Linked DNA regions of Mus musculus: regions 2, 3, 4, 5, 6 and 7 are each linked to region 1. Evidence: chromatin contacts called from public HiCAR-type, HiChIP or PLAC-seq and promoter capture Hi-C data. All regions are on one chromosome and are shown on one strand. Each heading gives the region's core, a stretch centred on a gene start, on an enhancer-like site or on the middle of the called end of the contact. The rest is flanking DNA. Distances are from core to core; before and after follow the strand shown. Region 1 holds the start of Mettl2 (methyltransferase like 2). Region 2 holds the start of Taco1os (a long non-coding RNA gene). Region 3 holds the start of Dcaf7 (DDB1 and CUL4 associated factor 7). Region 4 holds the start of Mapt (microtubule-associated protein tau). Region 5 holds the start of Kcnh6 (potassium voltage-gated channel, subfamily H (eag-related), member 6). Region 6 holds the start of Cyb561 (cytochrome b-561). Region 7 overlaps Tanc2 (tetratricopeptide repeat, ankyrin repeat and coiled-coil containing 2).

What was found. Promoter capture Hi-C pulls out the DNA fragments that hold promoters and counts their contacts. HiCAR-type assays count read pairs that join an accessible place to other places. HiChIP or PLAC-seq counts read pairs in DNA pulled down with a chosen protein or histone mark.
Region 2: a contact with region 1 is called in a HiCAR-type map of kidney, with 5 times the contacts expected there. The contact joins the promoter of Taco1os here to the promoter of Mettl2 in region 1. A contact is called at or near these places in 1 of 39 promoter capture datasets (embryonic stem cells) and 1 of 115 datasets of contacts at active chromatin or transcription factors (kidney).
Region 3: a contact with region 1 is called in a promoter capture Hi-C map of embryonic stem cells, with 4 times the contacts expected there. The contact joins the promoter of Dcaf7 here to the promoter of Mettl2 in region 1. A contact is called at or near these places in 2 of 39 promoter capture datasets (embryonic stem cells and pre-B cells), 1 of 484 Hi-C or Micro-C datasets (Sertoli cells), 2 of 115 datasets of contacts at active chromatin or transcription factors (astrocytes and kidney) and 1 of 9 other capture datasets (liver).
Region 4: a promoter capture Hi-C map of liver shows a contact between it and region 1, with 2.3 times the contacts expected there. The contact joins the promoter of Mapt here to the promoter of Mettl2 in region 1. A contact is called at or near these places in 13 of 39 promoter capture datasets (the 3T3-L1 cell line, the C10 cell line, the HPC-7 cell line and 9 more), 1 of 484 Hi-C or Micro-C datasets (the HPC-7 cell line) and 1 of 9 other capture datasets (adipose tissue).
Region 5: a contact with region 1 is called in a promoter capture Hi-C map of liver, with 3 times the contacts expected there. The contact joins the promoter of Kcnh6 here to the promoter of Mettl2 in region 1. A contact is called at or near these places in 2 of 39 promoter capture datasets (the C10 cell line and liver).
Region 6: a FOXA1 HiChIP or PLAC-seq map of pancreatic cancer cells shows a contact between it and region 1. The contact joins the promoter of Cyb561 here to the promoter of Mettl2 in region 1. A contact is called at or near these places in 4 of 39 promoter capture datasets (embryonic stem cells, liver and stem cell-derived epiblast-like cells) and 1 of 115 datasets of contacts at active chromatin or transcription factors (pancreatic cancer cells).
Region 7: an H3K4me3 HiChIP or PLAC-seq map of bone marrow-derived macrophages shows a contact between it and region 1, with 5 times the contacts expected there. The contact joins the enhancer-like site here to the promoter of Mettl2 in region 1. A contact is called at or near these places in 1 of 15 datasets of contacts at CTCF or cohesin (pro-B cells), 1 of 484 Hi-C or Micro-C datasets (pro-B cells), 2 of 115 datasets of contacts at active chromatin or transcription factors (bone marrow-derived macrophages and craniofacial prominence) and 2 of 9 other capture datasets (adipose tissue and liver).

Annotation. Positions count from the first base shown.
Region 1 is chr11:105,124,700-105,127,976 of GRCm38.p6, forward strand. It overlaps Mettl2 (methyltransferase like 2), which reads left to right and starts at 1,726. Exons shown (of 9, transcript NM_172567.3): 1 at 1,726-1,907; 2 at 2,077-2,168. The coding sequence starts at 1,798.
Region 2 is chr11:106,064,557-106,067,833 of GRCm38.p6, forward strand. It overlaps Taco1os (a long non-coding RNA gene), which reads right to left and starts at 1,485. Exons shown (of 3, transcript XR_003949781.1): 1 at 1,326-1,485; 2 at 1-740. Taco1 (translational activator of mitochondrially encoded cytochrome c oxidase I) reads left to right here and starts at 1,535. Exons shown (of 5, transcript NM_027346.2): 1 at 1,535-1,962. The coding sequence starts at 1,692.
Region 3 is chr11:106,035,368-106,038,644 of GRCm38.p6, forward strand. It overlaps Dcaf7 (DDB1 and CUL4 associated factor 7), which reads left to right and starts at 1,505. Exons shown (of 7, transcript NM_027946.3): 1 at 1,505-1,894. The coding sequence starts at 1,757. Kcnh6 (potassium voltage-gated channel, subfamily H (eag-related), member 6) reads left to right here. Exons shown (of 13, transcript NM_001037712.2): 13 at 1-227.
Region 4 is chr11:104,229,858-104,233,134 of GRCm38.p6, forward strand. It overlaps Mapt (microtubule-associated protein tau), which reads left to right and starts at 1,579. Exons shown (of 12, transcript NM_001038609.2): 1 at 1,579-1,750.
Region 5 is chr11:106,006,325-106,009,601 of GRCm38.p6, forward strand. Kcnh6 (potassium voltage-gated channel, subfamily H (eag-related), member 6) reads left to right here and starts at 1,824. Exons shown (of 13, transcript NM_001037712.2): 1 at 1,824-1,954; 2 at 2,659-2,889. The coding sequence starts at 1,879. It overlaps Ace3 (angiotensin I converting enzyme (peptidyl-dipeptidase A) 3), which reads left to right. Exons shown (of 15, transcript NM_001101453.3): 15 at 626-1,226. All of the region lies in intron 2 of Gm35971 (a long non-coding RNA gene), which reads right to left.
Region 6 is chr11:105,942,838-105,946,114 of GRCm38.p6, forward strand. It overlaps Cyb561 (cytochrome b-561), which reads right to left and starts at 1,650. Exons shown (of 6, transcript NM_007805.5): 1 at 1,274-1,650.
Region 7 is chr11:105,900,038-105,903,314 of GRCm38.p6, forward strand. It overlaps Tanc2 (tetratricopeptide repeat, ankyrin repeat and coiled-coil containing 2), which reads left to right. Exons shown (of 26, transcript NM_181071.3): 18 at 2,023-2,116. Among named protein-coding and RNA genes, the nearest start is that of Cyb561, 43 kb to the right of the region's middle. Within about 2 kb of position 1,679, at least 61 of the 459 cell types and tissues checked have an H3K27ac peak or open chromatin away from gene starts, as enhancers often do. A contact at or near this core is called in bone marrow-derived macrophages, where this site is marked.

The DNA of each region.
Region 1 (3,277 bases), core at 476-2,975:
TGGACATAAAATAGAAATAAATAAATTTAAAAAAGAAAACCAAGCACACACACCATTTTCAGTAAATGATACAATACACTGAAGTAAATAGATACACTGAAATACACTGATGTAAATAGACACAAAAAAGAAAATGGTCTAAAAACAAAAGCTCAAGTTTAGAATAGTTAAACATTTGGAAATGCATGTTGTAATTCCAGCACTGGCAAAGTTAGACGTGACAGGAGGGTCCAGAGTTTGAAGCCAGATAAGGGTACACAGTGACACACTCATCCATTTTCAGAAGCCATGCATTTGAAAGAGTAAGGAGGGGAATATGGGAGGGTTGAGGAGGAGTGATGTAATGTCATAATCTCAAAAATAAAAACCTAGCCAGGTGTGGAGGCAGCACACATCTTTGATCCCAGTACCCAGAAGCCAGAGGCAGGCAGATCTCTGAAGTTGAAACCTTCCTGGTCTACAAAGAGAGTTATGAGATAGTCAGAGCTATATAGAGGAATTCTATATTTAAAAAGAAAATAATAATTAAAACACACACGGGGGGGGGGAAGAAGGGAGGGAGGAGAGGAGAGAGAAAGAGAAGCAGCCATATATTTCAAATGGCTCACTTATTAAAAATAATGTTGGAACTTCAAGTAAAAGGACAATGAGCTTTCTGCACACACAAAAATTATATAATGGGATTGTTGAATGTGAACACTAACAGCTTTTAAAGAGCATGATATTAAAAAAAAAAAATACATATAGCTGGATGTGATGGTGAATGCCTTTAATCCCGGTACTTGAGAGGCAGAGACAGGCACATCTCTGAGTTTGAGGCCAGTTTAATCTGCATAGAGAGCTGGAGGCCAGCCAGAATTACATAGTCCTTCAAAATGTATCAAAATAATAACAAAAACAACAACAATAATAACAACAACAACAATAACTCTGGCTGGTAAAATGGCACAGCAAGTAAGCTGCCTGCCACCAAGCCTAAAGAAATTATAGAGCCTGGAGAGCCCTATAATTAAGGGCACTGGCTACTCTTCTAGGAGACCCATATTTTGATCCCTGGTACCCATATGTTGGTTCACAAGCATCTGTAACTCCAGTTCGAGGAGATCTGGTGCCCTCTTCTGGCCTCCATGAGCATTGCATGCACGTGGTGCACAACCATGCGTACACATAAAGGGGAAATTTATTTAAATAGAAAATATAAGGCTAAAAATGTGCAATTATAAATTATATACCAGTGACCTACTATTAGTTTTAAAATATTTATACATATATGTATAGTATATAAGTGTACAATGTATACATTTAAATAAATTGAATACATATTACAAGCTCTATGCATGAACGAATTACAATTTTTATTGTGCCAATTAAGCCTGGCTTTTCAAGGAGGTGTGGTCGGTTATGTCATTTAACACGGAAGCTTCATGCTCTCAAAACCCACGCGCTGCCTCCCCGCGGACTGTGGTCTGGTGACCACGTCTCATCACAGTCGGCTAGTCAAAGCTTTTCCTGGGGGGAATCTTGGGACCTGCACGGAACCGTACTCGAGGGAATAGCCTCCTACTTCCTCCCCGTGCTGCACGCCCTTGTGCATCTCCAGGGAGAAATGACTCCTTTCGGACTCGCCTCCGCTGAGCTTCCCAATCACTTGGAACCCGCCCCGCCCCGCCCCGCCCCGCCCCGCCCCGCCCCGCCCCGCCCTCCATCTTCCCTCCCAGTGACGCTACTTCCGGAAGGGGCGTGGCCCACAGGAAGTCCTCGCCTTCGGGAAGAGAAGGCGTTTCCGTCTCCGGTGTCATGGCGGCCTCCTTCCCTGAAGGCGTGCCGGAGACCGAGGACGGGAAGAGACCGCAGTTCGGGCACCGGTTCCTGAGCGACCCGGCGCGCGTCTTCCATCACAATGCCTGGTAACTGCCCTGCATCTCGCCCGGCTCTTCGCCAGCCCGGAGCACTTGGAGAAAAGCCCTGCCCGCTGGCCCTCCTCCCGCGGCGGTAGCTGAAGCGTTCGCCTCCCGAGGACCGACGTTCCCGGGTCCGGGACCGGTGGGCCTGAAGCTGCCCGTTTGGTTTTCACAGGGACAACGTGAAGTGGTCCGAGGAGCAGGCCGCGGCGGCGGAGAGGAAAGTGCAGGAGAACAGCTCCCCGCTGGTGTGCCCGGAGAAGCAAGGTGCGCTCCGTTGTGCCCGCAGTGTGGGACGCGCCTCCTCCAGACGGCAAGAAAAATGGGGGCACCGGGATCGTTTTATCACTGACCTGATGGAGAACTCCGGCCCAGAACGGGTCGGGGAGGGGACGGGTTAGGAGGCAAAGGGGCTGTCTTCTAACAAAGTCTTGAAGCCATTGGGGTTGGACTTTGTTGTTGTTGTTGTTGAACTCTCTAGTTCTACGAGTGTCGCGTTGATGTGGCTGGCCTGTGGCAACCGTAAAGTCGTTCAGTCATCTTAGGGTAGCTTCTACAGTTTACCTTCTGCTGGGACGTTTCCATCAGAGCTAGATTGATGTGGTCGGATCCTAACGTACTGTGGGAGGAGAGGATTAGATCATAACATCTTTTCTTGAGGTGTTGGGTTTGGAGATGTGGGACTTCTACCAAAGAAAGATGCGTGCAGCAGAGTGGAGAGACGAGTCTGCTCAAAGCGAAAGAGGTCATTTCCGAAGACAAGAATAATTCCTTTATAAAATACTAGAACTGGTTGTCCCTGTTTCTAGGAGGCGTTTGAAAGTAAACCTGGAACTTTAAGGTAATAGGCATCAGGGGGTTGGAGAGATGGCTCATCGGTTATGATAATAAGCACTGATAGTTTCTCTATAGTACCGAGGTCACTGGCCAGGCACGTACCTCCTAAGATGTAGGGGTGTAATCTCTTGGGAGGCAGAGACAAGAGGTTGAGTGGGGTCAAGAGCATCCTTGCTACGTAGAGTTCCACTCCTGCCTGGGCTGCATGAGAGCTTGTCTCAAAAATAAGTATATGTATATATTCCAGTTGCAAAGTAGGCACCCTGCCTGCATTGTTAGGTAGATAAGACTAGATAAAGCTTCGTAGAGTTGAGAGGGATTTTGAAAATCATGTAGCCCAGTATCCTCTTTTCGCAGTTAAAGGACCAGTTAGCCAAGTGCAGTGGTGTATTCCTGTAGACTCAGCTCCGTGGGAGGCTGAGGCAGAAGGATCACTGAATTGGAGGCCATCCTGGGCAGCATAGGGTGATCTAGTCTCCAAAACGATTAAACTTGGACCACGGGGCCTTAAGTGCTTTGCCTAGAGGTAAGCAGTCAGT
Region 2 (3,277 bases), core at 235-2,734, 940 kb after region 1:
ACATAATGCCCTCCCATAGACATACATGAGAATGAAAGGTAAGTAGATTAATTTTGGACATATCCACTAAGAATATAAAATCTGGGGTCTGGAGAGATGGCTCAGTGGGTAGGAGCACTGACTGCTCTTCCAAAGGTCCTGAGTTCATATCCCAGCAACCACATGGTGGCTCACAACCATCAGTAATGAGATCTGATGCCTTCTGGTGTGTCTGAAGACAGCTACAGTGTACTTATGTATAATAATAAAATAAATCTTTTAAAAAATAATATAAAATCTGTGTCCGTGCCCTTCCCCTCATCCTGCTTATTCAAGGCCATTGTAGAAGGAAACAGAAAGTAAAGAACTTGCCCAAGGTTGCACTACTAAATGGCAGAAACACACTTTGAATTCATCCAGCCTAACTTTAGAGAGCAAGACTTCAAACTGCCTTCACACTGACCTGCTTTTTTAAATGTGTTACGCTCTTGAGACTTAATTCACCCCCCCCCTAGAGAGCTCTTAAAGAGTTTCAAGCAGCTGCTACATTATTTTTTCTTTATTTTTCCATAGTGTCCTTTTTCTCTTGTTTTCTCTGCCAAGAGAACCGATGGTGGAAGGGGCTGGAGAAATAGCTCAGCAGTTAAGGATATTGGTTGCCCTTCCAGAGGACCCAGGTTCAATTTCGATTCTCCATGTGACAGCTCACAACCATCAGTTCCAGGCTATCTTGATGTCAACCTTGGCGGCGGTTTCTTTATCTGTAAAATAAATATCTGAGAACACCAGGCACACATGTAGCGCACAGACATACATGCAGTCAAAACAACCATACACATATATTAAAAATACTTAAACTAATTTTAAAACAACAGATGGAAAACGAAGATAGCAGTTTGACTCAAAGGCTGGCCCGATCTTTTGTCCAGTATGGGTTGGCAAAACAGGCAATGCCATCCTTGTTTACAGAAATGAAATCTAAATCAGAAAGTTTTAAATGACTGGGCAAATCGCTTCTCGTCGGCTGGTGGGGTAGTGGCTTATTTTGTTTGGTTGTTTTTTTTTTTTTTTTTTGTCGTTGTTTGTTTTAATTAAAGTTTTTGCTTTTTTTTTTTTTTTGAGACAAAGTCCTAAGGTTTCCTTCGCCTCTTAAGTGCTGGAATCACAGACATGGCCTGCCACGCCCAGCATTTAGTACTTTTTTGTTTATTGCTTCCTTTTTTTAAACAGGCAACCTTGGCGGCGGTTTCTTTATCTGTAAAATGAACCGACTGAACTACATATTTCTTTTTCAACCAAACAATTCTTATTCTGGACTTGCTCAGTTAGGAAGGAAAGTCAGTCACCTGAATCTCTCCGGGAAGGTGATCTGTCGTTTCCAAGCAACCGGGAGCAAAGAAGGGTTGCGTCACTCCTGGCAGGGGCGGGGTTGGAACGAGTACCGCGAGGCAGCGGAACCAACTTTGCAGAATCCGGGAACGTCTTTTTGCGGCGGACCGGGCAAAGGAAGTGTACTGCACCATTTAGGGTCCCCGCGCCCGGCTCCTTCGCGGTCACTCAAGGCAGTGCAGCGTCAGGAAGAGCCGAACCTCTGAGTTTCTGGAGAGCTGTAGCAGCGGTCTGAACGTCCAGACCGGGTTGTTCCGGGGCCGGACTAGACGGGCTGATTTTAGCTGCTCATCTTTGCACCGCGCAGCCCCTTGTCGAAGCAGATGATGTCTTGGGCTGCCGCCAGCCTGAGAATGACCGCTGTCCCGTGCTTTCGTGTGCGATGCCTCGGGTTCCGCGTGGGTCCTTGGGGCGCCTCCCAGCATGCAAACCCCGGCTGTGGTGCAGCGCCACACAGGACGCTGCATGTCAGCGCGACGGCCTCGGCGGGACACAATAAGTGGTCTAAAGTCCGGCACATCAAGGGCCCCAAGGACATGGAAAGGAGTCGAATCTTCTCTAAACTCACTCTCAGTATCCGCCTGGCGGTTAAAGGTGAGAACCTGGTAGTCCTCACTGCTGGTCACTGAAGCTCTTTAGGTGCCTAAGGCTTCATTTAGGACCGTCCCCCCAACCCCCAGTTGTCATAATTGTCCTACTCATAACCCTCAAAGCACTTACTTACACTGGATATACCTGTTTTCCTTTTCAAAGACCTTCAGAGACCCGCCCTTAGATAAAAATGACTTCATCTAAGGGTATAGTTAGAAGGTACTTCATAGAAATACGCCTTAAGAAAGTGTGGCAGCGCGGCCGGCTTGCCCGATTTCCGCGAGTTGGTTCTGTCGGTGCCGGTCGCGGGTTCCCGTGTCGTTCCGGTCTTTTTCCGCTCCCGAACCTTTGTTTTATTTTGCCGGGCGAGGTGGCGCATGCCTTTAATCCCAGCACTCAGGAGGCAGAGGCAGGCGGATTTCTGAGTTCGAGGCCAGCCTGGTCTACAAAGTGAGTTCCAGGACAGCCAGGGCTACACAGAGAAACCCTGTCTCGAAAAACAAAAAACAAAAAACAAACAAACAAAAACAAAAAACAAAAAAAGAAAGTGTGGCAGAAGCCGGAGGCCTCGAACCAGACCAATAATTCATGGCAATGGACATTTGCAAGTGAAGCTGTTTGGACAAAAGAATATCCAGTGTGACACTCCACAACACCGCAGCTTCTGCTTCTACATCAGGGATGGGTTTGGTTTGGTTTTGTTTAGGGGAGGGAGACTGCAAGCGTGGAGAGGATGGATCTGGAGGGATGACAGGATCAGTGTGAGATTGGGGTGCATGATGCGAAATTCACAAAGAATCGATTTAAAAAGTTAAAGATATTTATCAAATAAAATGACTGGAAGAGGGAAAAGGAAAAAATAAAGCATAAAGAGTCAAGTCAGGGCTTGGAGAGATGGCTGGGCGGTTAAAAGCACTTGCTGCTCTTGCAGAGGACCTGGGTTTGTTTCCCAGCACCCATGTGACATCTAACAACTACCTTAAACTTCAGTTCCAAGGTACCCAATGTTCTCTTCTGGCCTCCTCAGGCACTGCATGCATCATGCATGCAAGCACATGAGCAGGTCTTGTAAGGAAGAAAGAGAAAGAAAGTGCCTTTCTTGAAGGGACTAACCATGCGCTCTGCAGCTGCTTCTACTACCACTGAAGGTTGGGACAGGCATGCTGAGACAAGCCATTTCTCGCTTCCTTTTCCCTCATCAGAGCTCCTAAGACATTTCCTTGGAAAGTCAGTTTTGGAACCATGCGTCGCTTCAGTGATTCTCACTTCGGTGTCAGGCTGGTAGAAGTAGAGGGGGGAAAATCCTATGAAAAGTGTG
Region 3 (3,277 bases), core at 255-2,754, 910 kb after region 1:
ACAAAGTGAGTTCCAGGACAGCCAGGGCTATACAGAGAAACCCTGTCTCGAAAAAACAAAACAAAACAAAAAAGACCTGTTCCGTAAAATAGATAGATAGACCTCCGCTAAGATTGTACTACAAGACCATTATTAACCCACTGAAAAATCAGAAATGATGTAACCAATAGAAAACTATGGACCAAATTTCCTGATATGCACAGAAATAAAACGTTTCAATAAAATACACACCTAGGTATCCAGTTAATTTTCTTTTAACTTTTATTATTTTGAAACAGATTCTCAACTAGCCCAGGCTGCCTCTAATTGGCTCTGTAGCCCAGGATAAGAGTGACTTTCTGGTTCTCCTGACTCTACCTCCCAAGAGCTGGATTAGAGGTGTGTAACACCATGCCTAGGCTCTATGTAAAAATAAAAGTGCCCAGTAGACTTGTTCATACAGGTGGCCATTACTAAAAGATGGTTGATAAGTGTATACTATTGTCCCTCAAGGCTTCCAAGTGTTTGTATCCATTAAAAATTGTATTTTACAGACTGGAGAGGTAGGATAGCCCTATGGGCACTGGATGCTCTTGCAGCAGACCTGGGTTGGATTCCCATCTGTAACTAACTCCAGTTCCAGGGGATTGAATGCCTCTTCTGACCTCCGTGGGCAACTGTTCACATGTAGTACACTTACTTATACTCGGGCACATACAAATACACGTAAAATTAACGTGTTTTAAAGTACTGCCTAACAATTCAATACAACCCCTTTCAATATCGTTGAAAGAATTTACATTTATATTGGTGTACCTAGATCCAGGTTTTTCTGCATTTCAAACTCATGGCATATAAGCATTTAAAGTTGGATTACCATTTGGCTTCTGAACATCCCAGAGGAAGAAGGTAAGTGACTAATAGCCAGGTCATTTGCAAATCGATCCCAGAATTCAGGAGTCTCTTTAGTGTCTGTAGGAAAGCGCAGGAAAGCCTTAATCAATCTAGCCTGTCCCTGGACGTTTCTATCATGCCTGAAAGAGAACAGTTAAAAGGTGGGCATTGGAGCTGGAGAGAGTTCCCGTTTGGCAAAGACTGAGGGACCGCCGGACATAGGGAGATGTAATAAACGCAGGTGGTCCTCCATGAAGGTAGGTTTGACAGTTACTGTCAGTGGAGAGAGGTGATCAGAACAGCAGCAGCAGAGGAGAAATAGCAGGCTTTACTCTTGGCCTAGAATTTGGATCAGTAGAGGGGCACACTTGCCCCCATGCCACCCACGCCCCCATTCACCCGCACTGCGCCGTTATCCCCTTGACTGACATCTTGGGTAGCCAATGATCTTTGGGACTTCAAAAGAGCCCGCCTCCAGGAGCTGGGCGGGGCTAATGAGCAGAATGACAAACATTTTCACCAATAGTAAGGAGGGCGCGGGCGCTACAACTGTGTCGACCAATGAAAAGAAGGAACAGTTTGGAAAGGACGTACCCGGCAGCCAACGCTCGTCGCCGCTGCGGGGTCGCGTGGCTTCCGTTCCGAGAGGGCGGGCCGGCATCCCAAACGGAAGGTGGTAGCGCTGCCCGAGCTGGTTTGAAACTGGTGGTCGGGCCCGGCCGAGTGTGAGTGTGTGTAGCCGAGGACCCGCTGGAGGGCTAGGCCGTTCTTGACCGCCCCGGCCCCGCCTCCCCTCGGACCCGCGGACCCAAGCCCGGGTCCCCGCCTGTCTTGTGCCCCAGCCCGCTGCCTCTCTGGCCGGCTCTGCGGCCCAGCCGCCACCATGTCCCTGCACGGCAAACGGAAGGAGATCTACAAATATGAAGCGCCCTGGACTGTGTACGCCATGAACTGGAGCGTGCGGCCGGACAAGCGCTTTCGCCTGGCGCTGGGCAGCTTCGTGGAAGAGTACAACAACAAGGTGAGTTGTGCCGGGGCTCAGCGTGTAGCCGGCGGGGAACGCTCGAGGTGGGCGGCAGCCCCGGTCCCCACAACTCTCCTGCAAACTCGCCTTGACCACAACAAGGGGGTGGGTCCTCTGTGGTCCTGTCGCTGAGGTTGTCACACTCGTTGCCTCTTATTTAGTTTTGACAGCCGGGGGAAACCGAGGCACGGTGTTGTGACATGCCTGAGGCAGATAAGATTTTCGATGGTAGTAGCAGGTTTCAGATCGGAGTCACACCCCCAAAGCTATGTCCTCCGTCCCTCTCATTTCCCCCACTCCTGTCGCAGTGCTTCTGTTGCTAGGTGGGGGGCGGGAGAGAGGCAGTGGAGGAAGATGCGGCGCTTGGATTGGTGGTCGTGCATTCCTGGCCACGCGAGATTTCTGTTAGGGCTATTTATTGCAAGATCTTCCCCATCTCAGGTGTTTCTCATGGATACAGAGCCCTAATGCTAGGTTGTCATTGGTCATTGGTTTTGCTCCTTGATGTTCACCCTCCCCCAAACAGCCTATCCTTGGAAACCTTAGTCTGTGGCATTATCCCGCCATTATTTCTGAATAGAGAAAGATGACGTTTGACCTGTTCTTTTCGTGGTTCTTTACACATTCATTTGCAGCATTGCTGGACATCATCACTTCATCAAAACACTGGCAGAAGGAGAGAATTTTTATATGCAGGGTATAGGTTTGAAAGTATTGAGAAGAATTTTCTTTCCCTAATCTCTTACCTTCATTCTTTTGTTGTAATTTGAGTTAAAAAAAAAAAAATGAATGACAGTAATCAGAGATACTGAAAGCTTTGGCCAGTGGTATTTATAGCCAGTACTCTGCCTTACTCTTATGAACATCAGACTGGAGACAAATGACAAGATGGTGGGAGCAGTGGAAGAAGTAGGTGGTCTAGGATTTAGCTATAAGGCATTGAACAAACCAGATTTTATTATTTTTGACCCACAGTGATCTAGGAGAGGGCTTCTGTTTTATATGTGAAGGGTCAGGTGAAAACATTTGAGCATTTTAGGTTTGTTTATGGTATTTCGGGAGCACATGTGTTTCTCTGGGAAAGGGTCACCATTTTTTGGCATCTTCTTTGAGAAAAGGGTGAAAAGGATGGCCTTTGATTGTCTAGACGTCACACATACACCAGCAGTTTACAGTCCCAGGGAGTGTGTACCGAGCCGCCCTTTCCTAGTGAAGAGCCCTATTTCTTGTCTCCTCTCTAGTGGCTTTTTTTACCCCCACAGTGGCAGTAAAACTGGAGCTGGGCTTCAGGGTCCTGGTGTGCATAGTGTCTTATGAGGTTATTATTTTTTGAGACAGTCTCATGTGGCCCACCTGCCTCCACCTCCCAAATGCAGGGAT
Region 4 (3,277 bases), core at 329-2,828, 890 kb before region 1:
CTTGTATACATAAAATAAATAAGTAATTCTTTTAAAAAGAAAGTAAAAAGAAATTAGCCCCATTTGCGTCATTCCAGAATAATTCAGTAATTAAGCTCATATGGGAAAAAATGTTTGTGGTGCTAGAAAACTGAACCCAAAGTTATCTCAAAATTTTATTTTGGGGGCTGGAGAGGTGGCTCAGGGGTTAAGAGCACTGACTGCTCTTCTGAAGGTCCTGAGTTCAGATCCCAGCAACCACATGGTGGCTCACAACCATCCACCCCCCCAGCCCAGAAGTGTGTTTGTTTGTTTGTTTGTTGACTCACTTTCACCCTGTAATACAATTCAGGCTGGCTTGGATTCTGCTATATAGCCCAGGCTGATCTTGAACAAGTCTCAGCCTATCTGAATGCTGGGATTACAGATGTGAGCCAACACACCGAGCAGGTACAACGTTGGAGTTTTAGAAACAACTGCTGGGATAGCAGTGCACACCTTTAATCTCAGCACTCTAGAGGCAGAGGCAGGCAGGGGATCTCTGTGAGCTCCAAGCCAGCCAGGGCAACATAGTGAGAACCTGCCTTGAAAAATAAAGAAAAAACGGCATGCAAATGAAAGCTTCAAGACAAGTTTTCGCCTCTTTGGCAAGAAGTAGGTGCCTGTCTCTCTTCCTTGCATTTGAACAGGCTCCAGCTGTCCAAGAGAATTGAGCTTTGGGGAGGTAAGATATTAAGCTAAAGCCACAGCCCACGCCTACGTAGCTGGAAGGAGAACTAATGACCAATTTCAACCGGAAGCTTGACATCCAGCAGGTGGCCATCTCCAGCAGGCACCTTAAAAATTCAGCTCTCACGCTGTACAAAGGTGTTTCAATAAACGAGATAAAAATAACTCTGTGAAAATGCCTTGCAGTGTGTGTGGTAAGCATCATTAGAACTTACCTATTTAAAGATTTTTCTTCGCTAGGGTCACAGTCAAGATACCTAATGGGTTTGAATGCTCCTTGATTTAAAAACAATTGTTTTTCCACGAAAACGCTAAAGTGTATTACGGTCAAGTTAATCTGTTTCGAGAAGATTTGTCAAGGAAATCATTCACTTTGGCCATTAACAAAAACAGGTGGAAAGAAAGCAAGCGAACAGCTGGCCCTGGAAATAGAAAGTGCGCTCTATCTGGAGGGCCACATTTTAGGAGACTCGGGGAGCCTGTAGCACTTGGGGTTCACGGTGTACCGCCTGGAGAGCCAGCGAGGGTGAACTGAAAAGCGGACGATGACCGACACACCGCTCTGCCTGGACCCCGCGGGGACCGAGGGAGGGGACCCCTGGACTAGACAAAGGCTGCAGCCCCGGGAGGCCGGGTGCGCGTGCGCCACGGAATGCGCGTGCGCGCGGCGGTCAGCACCGCGGCCCGAGGCGTGGCGGGACCCGGGGAGGGAAGCGCGGAGAGGGGCGAGCCGAGCGGCGCGGAGAGAGGAGGGTTGAGGGGCGCTCGCGTGCGCCCCCTAGCGGTCGGAAGGGGAGGTGCCCGCCCAGGCCTCGCTGCCCGCCCCTCCCCTAGGGAGGTTCGCGCTCCCGTGGCTCGCGCCTGCGCTGCCCGCCGGCCTCCAGAACGCGCTTTCTCGGCCGCGCGCGCTCTCAGTCTCCGCCACCCACCAGCTCCAGCACCAGCAGCAGCGCCGCCGCCACCGCCCACCTTCTGCCGCCGCCGCCACAACCACCTTCTCCTCCGCTGTCCTCTTCTGTCCTCGCCTTCTGTCGATTATCAGGTAAGCGCCGCAGCTCTGAAATCCAGTCCCCTCTGGCCCTGTGCGCCGTCCTCCTGCCACCCCTCGCCCCAGAGATGGATTTAGGGAGCTGGGCATCAATCAGGCGCAACGGCGGGGGCCTCTCTGCGCCCTAGGCGCTGGGGAGCTGGGAAGGAACGCGTGCAAGAGATGCACGCACGCGAGCGAATGCGTGTATCTATGAGTGCTGGGGTCCCCACTATCGGCTCCGCGCAAATGAGGGGGGCTGTGCCCGCAGGGTGGGGCGCGGATGACGGTGACCTAGGGAAGGGGTTGTTCTGTAATCTGGATCTCAGCCTTTTGCCGCAATGGGCGTGGGTCTGTGAGTGTGCATGGGGGTCCAACGACGACCCCCGAAACAGAACCTGAAATCGGATTTCTCTGCTCCTGATTGCCATCAGCCCTAAGGAAGGTGTGGATCGGGTTCTAGAAAAGATGACTGCCTTCATGTCTCTCCACCTCCCTGACAGCGATTCTGACACGGCCTTCACTGGCCCTGATTTAAGGCGGTGGCCCGCCCCCTCCCCTTTTCCTCCTTCAGAAGCCGGCAGGGGACATTTGGGGGCTGGGAGGAATCCGGAGGATGGGGAGGGGTCCAGGCGCTGTCACGTTAGTCGCCCTTCCCCCTGCGCGCGCTTGGTACAGTGACAGGGGCAGCGCCGTGCCCGAGAGAAGGTAGTGCGCGGATCCCAATGTGGGAGCTCGAAGAGTCAGGGGTCACCTGGCCTCGCGGTGTCAGCGGGCTGGCTGGCAGCGGCTCCCCGCTCGAGGGCGCGCAGCGTTGCAGCCAGGCACAGACCCACGCGAGGGCTGCAGGTGCATTTCGGGGCGCGTTTCTTTCTCTGCGTTCTGCGCCGGGCTCCCGGCATGTGCGCTCCCTGCCGGAGGCGCGGGCTGGCGCGCAGGGCTCGCCCCTCACTGCGGCAGTGGGTGTGGACCTGGGTGGGCGAGGAGGGGGGAGTACGATGTGTCTCCTCCCGCTGCCACCCCTCTCCGTTTTTTCCCCCCTCTCTGAACGCGAGGTGCCATCTTTTTGCGGCGAGTCACGTCTCTATCGTAGCATGCCAAGAGCTGTGGCCAGGCTTTGGAGGACCCGGCTTGGACCCATGTTAAAGAACAGGGGGTGATGAACACGGAAGCCTTGGCGTTTTGCCTCTGCAGCGGTGCGCACCAGAGCGTTCACCTGAGGTCGTCTAGGGGAGCTCGCTGCTTTGTTCGTCGTGTGATTTAGGATCTGCGCTCCCAGCCCTGGTTTTTTGGGGGAGTGTGCGGGGGGAGGCGGGAAGCTTTCATTCGACGAGGATATTTGCCTACGCACTCGGAGCAGCTCCATCCTTTTTTCGCCACTCTTTTCAGACCCTTTGTTGGATCTACAGACTTGCGGCAGCCCACTCCCCAGTTCGACCCAGAGCCACATGGGTGGGATTCGAGATAGACTCTCGTGTGCAGGAGCCCTCAGAGGAAGCACATCCCTCCCCACACCCAGGCCATCCTGAGGACCACACCCCA
Region 5 (3,277 bases), core at 574-3,073, 880 kb after region 1:
ATCTTGGGAAAGGGGGGAGGGGCCTCTGCCTCTACTCTTTTAGCCCTTTCTGCCTTGCCTTCTGACCATAGGAATACCATACTCAATATTTACAGCTAAGTGGAAGCTGAAGCTCCAGGATTCCCGGGAAGCCTGGGAGTCAGTACCTGACAGGAAATAGGGAAGGCTTGAAGGGAAATAAGTTATAACCGGAAGTCACAGGGAAGAGGCACCAGGTAGCTCAAACATGAGACCAGCTTTTCTTAGAGATCTGAATACTAAAGTCACAGGCTGAGGAGACAGGCTAACAGAAAGGGATTCCGTGACCCCTCTCTCTGCCCGGGTCTCTAGATCTCTTCCCCATGTTCTTCCTAGTTCTAAACAGTTTCTACTCCAGGATCAGATTCTACAGCACTATTGTTTGATACCTCTGAATTATCCCGTGGTGTATTTATTGCTATAATGCCGTTGTTTGTCCTCATTACTAGATGTTAGGTCCATAAGGCTCAACATGCGTCGGGATTACTCTTTGTAATGTGGAGACCAGAAAAATGCTTGAATGAATAAGCAAATGAATGAATGTCTTACTGCGTAAGCCCATGCTACTGACTGGATAGGAAATACTGTCCCCACTTCTCTTCCACAGCCAGCCTGCTCCCCACATTCAGGGACAGCCAAGACATCTCTGCCCCCCCAGGAAACCACACTTGGCAGCCCTCTCATCTCTCAACCACTGTGGCCAAGGTCCCCCACCAGGTATTGTGGCAAGGACACATCCCGCCCAGGACTCTAAGCCTCTCACCTGGACTTCAGTGGAAACCTCACTGAGCCTCCTTGGCCACCCCCTCCACCCCCCCATCCACTTTGTAAAGTTTATATTTCTGCCAGAATATTTGCTTCAAAGGCCTTCAAATTTCCTTCCGAACCTCAGACTTCTTAAAAACGTAGCTGTCCATCAATTAAATCTGGATGTTCAAACTAGCACTGGATGCTGCTTGTCATTTTTTTCTCCTGCATTTTCACCTCCTCCATTGGCCAGTTCAGCCCCTCTGCATTGACACCACCCTTGGGCCTTTTCCGAAGGTGCATGTTTCATTTTGAATGCTTGCTACTAAAATGTGGCTCAAAATTGGTCTTGGGACCCTCTGCAAAGTTCCAAGTCCACCAAGGTGCTTAATGAACTGTGGCCCTTCTTTTCTCCTCTCAGAAAACCCCCCTTTTTTTCAATAAACTTCACCCCACCCCAATTTGCTTTTTCTAAGTGTGTTCATTTTTAATCAGTACACAGACACTTTTACCAGTGGTCACTTGCTAATAGGTGGCGGCCATTTGTGGGCAAGGGGCCTAAGTGCCCCATTGCCACAGTCAGTCCCAGCGGTAAATCCCTGAAGACAGCCTTCAACAAAAAACTATCTGAAGCCCCTAACAACTTCTGCCCTCCTCTGCCTGGAAAACTACTTCAGTATCAAAAGGGGTCCAAAGAGATGCTGAGGTCTCTGTCTATTTGGACATGAGCAGAAGTTCTTCAGAGTATCCCAGGTTCAGGACCCCTGCCCCTCTCTCTAGGATTCAGAGCCCCTTATGGATCAGAATTTGCTCTTGTCCTGACCCCCAACCCCAACCCCAACCCCGTCTGCCTGTCACGTCCCTTGGCTTATTTCAGCACCACGACGCGGACAGCTCCCGGGCGCAAGCCTCGTGGAAGGAGGAGGAGCGCTGAGCCGTGGGAGCGGGAGGACTAGAGAGGGCGGGGAGGGCAGACGCTGGAGGACGGGCGGGGCCCGATAGCCCTCCCCGGGGGCGGCGCCCACCCCAGCCCGACGCTGCTGAGCCCCAGGACTGACGGAGACGCCAGAAGCCAGGGCACCGGTCACTCCCAGCAAGTGGTGTTACAGAAAGATGCCAGTCCGCAGGGGCCACGTTGCTCCCCAAAACACTTACTTGGACACCATCATCCGCAAGTTTGAGGGCCAGAGTAAGTGTGAGGTTTGGGGGTGTGGGGGACTCTCTGCAGTACGGGTTGGATGGCAGGAGCAGCCAAACTCTTCACTAACTTCTGATGGGGTAAAAGAAATGGCAGGGCTGGGGGCTGGGGGGGGGGGTAGATTCTGAATACAAAATCTTTCGTTTTGATGTCCCCAACACCTCCTCCATATGTGCTGTGTCTTGGGCATAATGCCACTCTTCTACCTGCTCACAGCAGTTTTCTTGGTGTTACAAACCCTGGCCTGCCCTCTCAGTCACTGCCCACTTACCCCTCCAGACCATTCATGCCTCTCCTAGAGGTTTGCCTGACTTCCTTCTTTTCACCCACAGAGCAGGTCTGACTCCCTGGTCACAGTCCTGCTTTCTGGTCTGGATCCCAACTATTATTCCAGGAGTTCTGGGGTCTTCCTCCCACTCTACTGACCCTAGCCCCCAAGCTTGGTTCCCACACCCCTACTTTTCTGCTCCCTGCCTCCTTCATGCCCCTCTGTGCTCCCAGAAGGAATGACCTTTCCCCAGGACTCTTGGTTCTTCCACCCTCCCTTGCTCTGTCCTCCACCTCCCTCATTCTGGCCCCTGCCTGCTCCTGTGTATAAATCCCCTCCTTGGCTGCCACCGGTCCCTGTAATCTTTCTCTCCCAACTACCCACTCCTGGCTGCCACGGTCTTCCTACCTTTTTCTTCCCACCCCAGGTCGTAAGTTCCTGATTGCCAATGCACAGATGGAGAACTGTGCCATCATCTACTGCAATGATGGCTTCTGCGAACTCTTCGGCTACTCCCGTGTGGAGGTGATGCAGCGACCCTGTACCTGTGACTTCCTCACTGGCCCGAACACTCCGAGCAGTGCTGTGTCCCGCCTGGCGCAGGCCCTGCTTGGGGCTGAAGAGTGCAAGGTGGACATCCTCTACTATCGCAAGGATGGTGAGACTCAGTTGGGCCAAGGGTCCTGTAGGCTACCTTTCTTGTCTATCATGGAGTGCCCTGGGGGAAGGGTCTGACCTAAGAGCCAAAGAGCCTGGACCACTTCTATCCCCACTCTGGGCCTTGGTTTCCTTAGTATTAGAGAGAAGCAATGAGAATTGCATGTTATGTCTTCTAAGGGACTTGAGATTGGGCTGAGCCAGCTATTGGTACTGGTATAGAACAGCCTCTTGCTCCACTTTCCCTCCCCCACCTCCCAGCTACCTACTCTGTCACTGCCAGCCCCAGCTGTCAAGGATGGAAATTAACCTTCCCTCATCTGCTCTGGGGATTAAGGGAGGAGTCAGCCCCCCAAGGTCTCTCTGGCTAGGCAGTGCATGGGGGCTGC
Region 6 (3,277 bases), core at 400-2,899, 820 kb after region 1:
AAACGTCATAGTGACGTCAACGGACCCATGAAGATGACCAGATCCCTCCTGCCCCACCACCAACCCATTCATTCCCCCTATAGAGTACAAACTTCTAGAGCGAGGAAGACTGTCAAACAGTCTGCCTTTAGTTCTTGTTGCGGGGGAGGGGGCGTTAGACCAAGATCTCCCTCTGTAGGTCTGCTGGCTTTAAACGTTCAGTCTCCCTGCATCAGGCTCCCACATTCTAGGAACACAGCCTCTTGTCACCACAAGTGACCTAGGTGGTAATTTTAATGTCTGAAATTTCATATTCCCACTTGTACTCTAATTAATTGTGAGGCGATTAGAAAATGGAACGCAAGGCCTGGCATGGCCTTTAATCCCAGCATTCAGATGTCTGTAAGTTCAAGAAACCTGGGCTCTGCCTACCCAGGGACAATGGCAGGGCAGGGCATCTGTGTGCAACTCTACTTCTGGTTCCAGGAGCTCCTCCTACAAGGGGTGGGGTTGGAGCAGTCCAGTATTTTCCTCCCAGATCCAAGTGCTGAGGAGCAATCAAGGTATCTAAGGGAGGTGAGAACACTTTGCTTTTTGTTTTGTTAAGAAGCGGACAGAACTCAGGTATCGGAGATGGGGCTTTTCTTAAAGAAAATTGCCAAGACAAAAAAAGGAAGGGCAACCAAAAGTGTCTGTGACTTGTGGTGCTGCAGCGCCTGTGGAAAGGTGGTAAGGGTAAGAAGAGAAGTGACCGGAAAGGGGGAGGTGGCCTGGCTACCACTCCAGGAGTCAGAGGCGGCAGCAGATCCCTCTCTCCGAGAAGTTCCGCCCCTGAGTCACTTCCAAGGCCAAAGCACGAAGCCAGGCGTTCTGCCAGGATAGGAACTAGTTATCCTGCCCGAGGACGGTGGGATGCGGAAGAAGAGAAAGAGGATCCACCAGGCCCGCACCTGAGCGCAGGGACCGGCCGCGGGGACAGTGGGAGCTCAGTCGTGGCGAATGCAGATTGGTCCACTCCCACCCACTTTGTTCTACAGTACAGCCGCAGGCCCCTGGACTTGAATTCAAGTCACCAGCAGTCCCCATTCTAACTCGGGCAGACGCGGCCCGCGCTCCCCCGGCTGCCTTGCCGGGTGCCAGCAGCACAACACCCGCGTCAGGGGACAAGCCGGGCAGCGCCGGGTCGGTGCGGGCAGGTGCGCGCGGAAGGGCGGCTCGAAGCCCTGCCTCACCTGGCCACAGTCCCCTCCGCCCCTCCGCGCGGAACTCGGCTCCCCACCTCCCCGTCGCCTACCTTGTCCCGCCGCCGCCAGGCCTGCGCGCGTCCACGCGCCGCGCCCCGGACGCTCGGCAGGTTCCACGAGCCTCGGCGCGACGGCGTCGCCATGGAGACGGGGCGGCGGCGGGGAAGCGGTAGCGCGCGCGAGGAGGCGACGGTCACCTGCGCCGGAAGTCCCGCCAGGCGCCGGCACTCGGTAGGGCACCTCGGCTACACCGACCCGCACTCAGGACCCGAACTCCAGCAGCTTCGGGACTGGCTCCGGACTGGCTCGGGACCGGCGTGCGGGGAAGGTTAGCGGCGCGGGTTCGGCGCCCGGGTTCCCGGTCTCTAGCTTCTCGCTCGCTACTCTCCACGCCCAAACCCAGGAGGCCGCTAGGTGTCAGGCCTGGCCTGGGCCCAAGCTCAGCTCCGGGAACCCAGGGTCACCTCTTCCAGCCCTCGTGGGCGGAGATGGCACTTTACACTTTACTGGAAGGCTGGGAATAACCCTGCCCTTCCGCATCTGCACACCAGCCACATTGACCACATAGACACTGTTGTTGATACAGTTTGCCTCCCATTTTTTCCACTCCAGGATACACACACACACACACACACACACACACACACACACACAGAGAGAGAGAGAGAGAGAGAGACAGAGACACCAATCTAAGGGTAAATTGTGTCCTTCCAACTTCTCATTTAAGTCCTAGACCTGGTGTATGCCAAGGTCTGTACTTAAGACTGTTGCCAAGACCAAGGCTGGGAGCTTAGCAGATCCTGGCCCGCTATCCAGGAAATGCTACGAATAGATAAGAGCCTAGCTCAGACTTCCTACAAGCTGGGAACAAAAGGTTCTTTCCTGTTGGATGCCTGGCCAGACTCACGGAGAGGAGGAGAGAAATGGGGTATTTTACCTTGTGAGGCAAAGCATGACTGTGAAGGCAGTCCCTGGAACACCTCAGCATGCTGGGAGCTGCCCACTGGTAGAAGCCAGAATTGGGGCGGGGGCTCCTTCTTAGAGGGTGGGTATGCTGTCTAGTGTACGGTTGAGAGAGAACCAAAAACCGGAATTACCTTATGGTAACTTTTCGTCTGGCAGAAGCTAATGGGCTTTTTAAGGTAAGCAACAGCTTCCTTGGTGGTGCAGGCAATAAATACATGCTTATAAACTAAACATGGCGCTGAGCCATTTCTCATTGTTTGCTGGGTATATTTGGGCTCCTGGGAGGAAAAGGAGGGACCGATTTTGGCAGGATGGAATCTTGTTTAAGTGTTGGTCTTAAAGTGCCTTCCAAGACCCGGGGAGGCTCCTGTTGGGAGAGTCCTTTGTTGGATCATCCCCTACCTCATTCCTTCAAGTCTCCAAGCTGACTGCTTCACAGTGCATTTCCTGACCGCCAGTGTGGCAGTATGGGAAAGACTAGAGTTATGACGACCACACATACACTCACACACACTCACGATGCAGGGAGGGGGTCTCTGAGCGAAAGGCCTTAAGGAGCAAAAAAAGGCACCGAGCAGAATAAATTTTGTCCTCATAACCAGGACGCCAGACCTAAGGCAGACCCACTCCCACCTGGCACATTCTTTCTCCCCAGGGCTACCCAGTGCAGAAAGCTGAGGGGAAAACCAGGATTCCTAGTTACATTTCTATCTTAGAAATTTAGCATGAATAGATCCTAAGCGTTTCTCAAATGTAACCAGGTCTTGTGTGTGTGTGTTTGTGTGTGTGTACGTGCACACGTGTACACACGTGCATCTGTGAGAGGTATTGACTTTTCTCTGTATAACCCTGGCTGTCCTGGAACACACTCTCTGTAGACCAGGCTGTCTTCAAATTCAGAGACCTGCCTGCCTCTGCCTCCTGGGTGCTGGAATTAAAGTTGTGTGCTACCACCACCCAGCCTGGTTTTACTTTGAAGGTAAGTTTTTAGTTTTTTGTTCATTTCACCAGGGAAGCCTAGTGTAGGTGTAGCTCCCAAGTGTTTCTGGAGTCCTTAGAGTCCAGAGGAATGTGAAAAGCGATACAAG
Region 7 (3,277 bases), core at 429-2,928, 780 kb after region 1:
AGAGTCAGAAAAGAGTTTGGAAAAAAAAAAAAAGAAAAGAGTTTGGAAATTGTCACAGCTTCTCCCACACTTTCTGTGACACTAAAACACAGAGGAGTTACTGACCTGTAGACATATGGTCAGACATTTTGGGACAAGAAGGATGCACCCCACAGAACCTCAGAATGGTTGATTTTGGTCCAAGATGGTACAGTTTTCTTACTGCCTTAGAACCCTAGTCTTCATCCATAAAGTTACTGAAGTCTTTTTACAAGGCTGCTATGAAGGATGCTCTAAATAATTAATACCATACAGATGGCATTTTCTACATTATTAATAAGTGTGGCAAATTCATGGACTTGGTAGTATTCTGTGAAATGTTAAGTAACTGACAATGAGGAAAGGAAAAGACTATAACCAGGGAGCAGGTACACAGCTGCTTATGCTTATTATAAATTTTACTAATCTAAGGAATGGGCTACACTGTGACAAACAGTGTTCTCAATTGAATGGTTAATTGAGTGTTGGCTTTGGTCAAATATGAATCTGTAGCCAACCTGTGGTTGCAACCTATGATGTAACAAGTAGAATTGCATCTAATTTGCTTTTTCCCAGTAATTTTACGGCCATTGACTCTGATGTTGGATTTACTGTTAACTGTCTCTCACCTGTACTGATTAAAATGAAACGCATTGGGCCGGGCGTGGTGGCGCACGCCTTTAATCCCAGCACTTGGGAGGCAGAGGCAGGCGGATTTCTGAGTTCGAGGCCAACCTGGTCTACAGAGTGAGTTCCAGGATAGCCAGGGCTACACAGAGAAACCCTGTCTCGAAAAAAAACCAAAAAAAAAAAAAAAAAAAAAATGAAACGCATTTTCAGTTTTGCTCTAAACCAAACATTGATTTATAAAGTTTGTAACTATTGCTACCATGGCTGACTTCAAGCTGCCAGTGTTATGTCACTCAATATGGAGGTGGGAAGAAATACACAGTAGCACACGTGACAGCGTTTCATCCATACAGATGCAATACATATAAATAACCTTAAAATCACAGATGACAACAGTAGGACATAGTTAACTAATTGAGAAATTTTAAGAATTGAGGGACTTTTTTGTTTGTTTTTTGTGGTGTTGAGATCAAATCCAGGATCTCACACATTTTAGGCAAGTACTCTTACCAGTGGGTGCCAGCCTATAGTTAGGTATTTTTTAATATTTTTCATATAATTTCTTTATATTTCAAGTTTTAATAAGTGACTGGCTTTGTTTAACAATCACCTCGTAAACTGGTGTGGTAGTGGTGCACACCTTTAGACCCGGCATTCAGGAGGTAGAGTCAGGTAGATCTCTGAGTTCAAGACCAGCCTGGTCTACAGAGTGAGTTCCAGGACAGCCAGGGCTACACAGAGAAACCCTGTTAGGGGTGGGGATAGGGACAGCGTGTAAAATTTCTGAAACATAGAATCAGCTCTCCTGGGTCTCTACTCAGGAGCCCATCCCACTGCAAGGGATGCTCCAGTGAAGCAGCAGTCCTCTCAGCTGGCCTTAGGGGTCGCCAAGTGAATATGAAGCAAAACTGAAATGTGTATTGTCTGTGGAAAGTCCCTTAACTCCTAATACAATCAGATTCCTCAAGACAGCTGTCACTTTTGTTTGTGGTTTGCAGTTATTCTCCCTCCCAGGCAGTCCTCATACTTCTGAGAGGAAACAAAACAATTACTTAAAGGAAGTATAGACCTCAGCTTTCTCCACATTCCTTTCCTGTGTGCTTATTGGGCGTCAGACAAGAGATTGTGTCATTGGCTTAAATAAGAAGAATATGTCATTTTTAAATCACATGATATATGGAGTATGTTAAATAAAAACATGTAAACTGTCTGATAGGACAGCTTTCTATCAGAATGGTTTCAGTTTTCTTTTGTAAAGCAAACAGTACTGATTTTTTGTGTGTAAGAAATTTAGTGAGAGGATTGCCTTCCAGATCAGTGCCAGCAGCGTAGCTTTTCACCTGCAGTGTGAGCTGACATGACTTCTTGTTTCAGATTGTCTCCTACCTACTTGATCTTCCAGAAAAAGATGAAGAGGAAGTGGAGCGAGCACAAATCAACAGTTTTGACAGTCTCTGGGGAGAGACAGGTACTTCTCTGGGACATTGCTGTCTTCTCTCAGTGGTGTGTTATATTCATGTTGACTTTCTGGATCTCTCATATTATTTTGAGCCTGGCATACTTCACCACTCTATCTTAAGACTTTTGTATTAAAGGTCAGTTCAGCCCAAGTGAAAAGTTAGGCAGTTTTTCTCTTTCAGCCCACTTTCCCTTTGGATCCTCTACCATTACCACTTTTTAAGAACATCACCACTCTTGTTTCAAATATTTTCTTACAGTATGGTAAGCAAAGCAGGAAACCGCTGTGGTCTTCCATTTGTTTATATGACCCTTACACTGCTTCCTTTTCTCCTTTTCCTTTCTTCCCAGAGTAATGTCCCACCTACAGCTGTTACCTGGGAAAGTCCTGCTTCCATCCACATCTCTGGCCTAGCTAGAAGTCATTGTGGCTACCTAGCACTGTTAAGCTTTACATAGTGACTAGAGATGCCAGCTAGATGAAAACCAAAGGTGCCACCTGATCTGTTCTAATTCTCTGGGGTCTGTAGCACAGCATTTGCTGCCATCTGGTCCTTACTTCACCCACAGTAGCTCTTCCTCCTGGTTGATGCAGACTAGCCTGGAGCATTGGGAGAAGCACAGTTACCTCTGATGTGTTTTCATGAAACTGGGGCAGGGCAAACAGTAGAGCAACCACAGACATGTTTCTTACTTGCCGGGAGAAAGAGACTGTTATTGAGATGGTAAATGTGTATAGAACGTTTCACTAAACAAGAAGGGTATACATTTGGTAAAGGTGAGAATGTTATTAAAAATCAGATAAAATTTTTGAATTTATCTAACATTTATAATAACTCATTGAATTGTTTTCTTTCTTCCCCTGCTAAAATGTGCATAGGTTTCATGACTTCTTTTTCATGTGTAATGGTCCAGAGCTCAGGAATTTCCTTCTCAACAATTTTTCCCTTTGTAAAAGCCAAAGAGAGCCAATGCCAGGCAGCTGCAGCTTAAGAGCCCATGATAGATTAAAGGAAAATCTGCAGCTGCAAACAGCTGTTGTCCTTGGAACCCCATCCTCAGAGAAGCCAGAGGAAGGTGACCTAAAACTGCAAAAGGGACATGTTGGTTTACCTCTCTTGTCAGCAAATCTTCTCAATACAGCGTTGCCATACCTCCTGACACAGCCTTC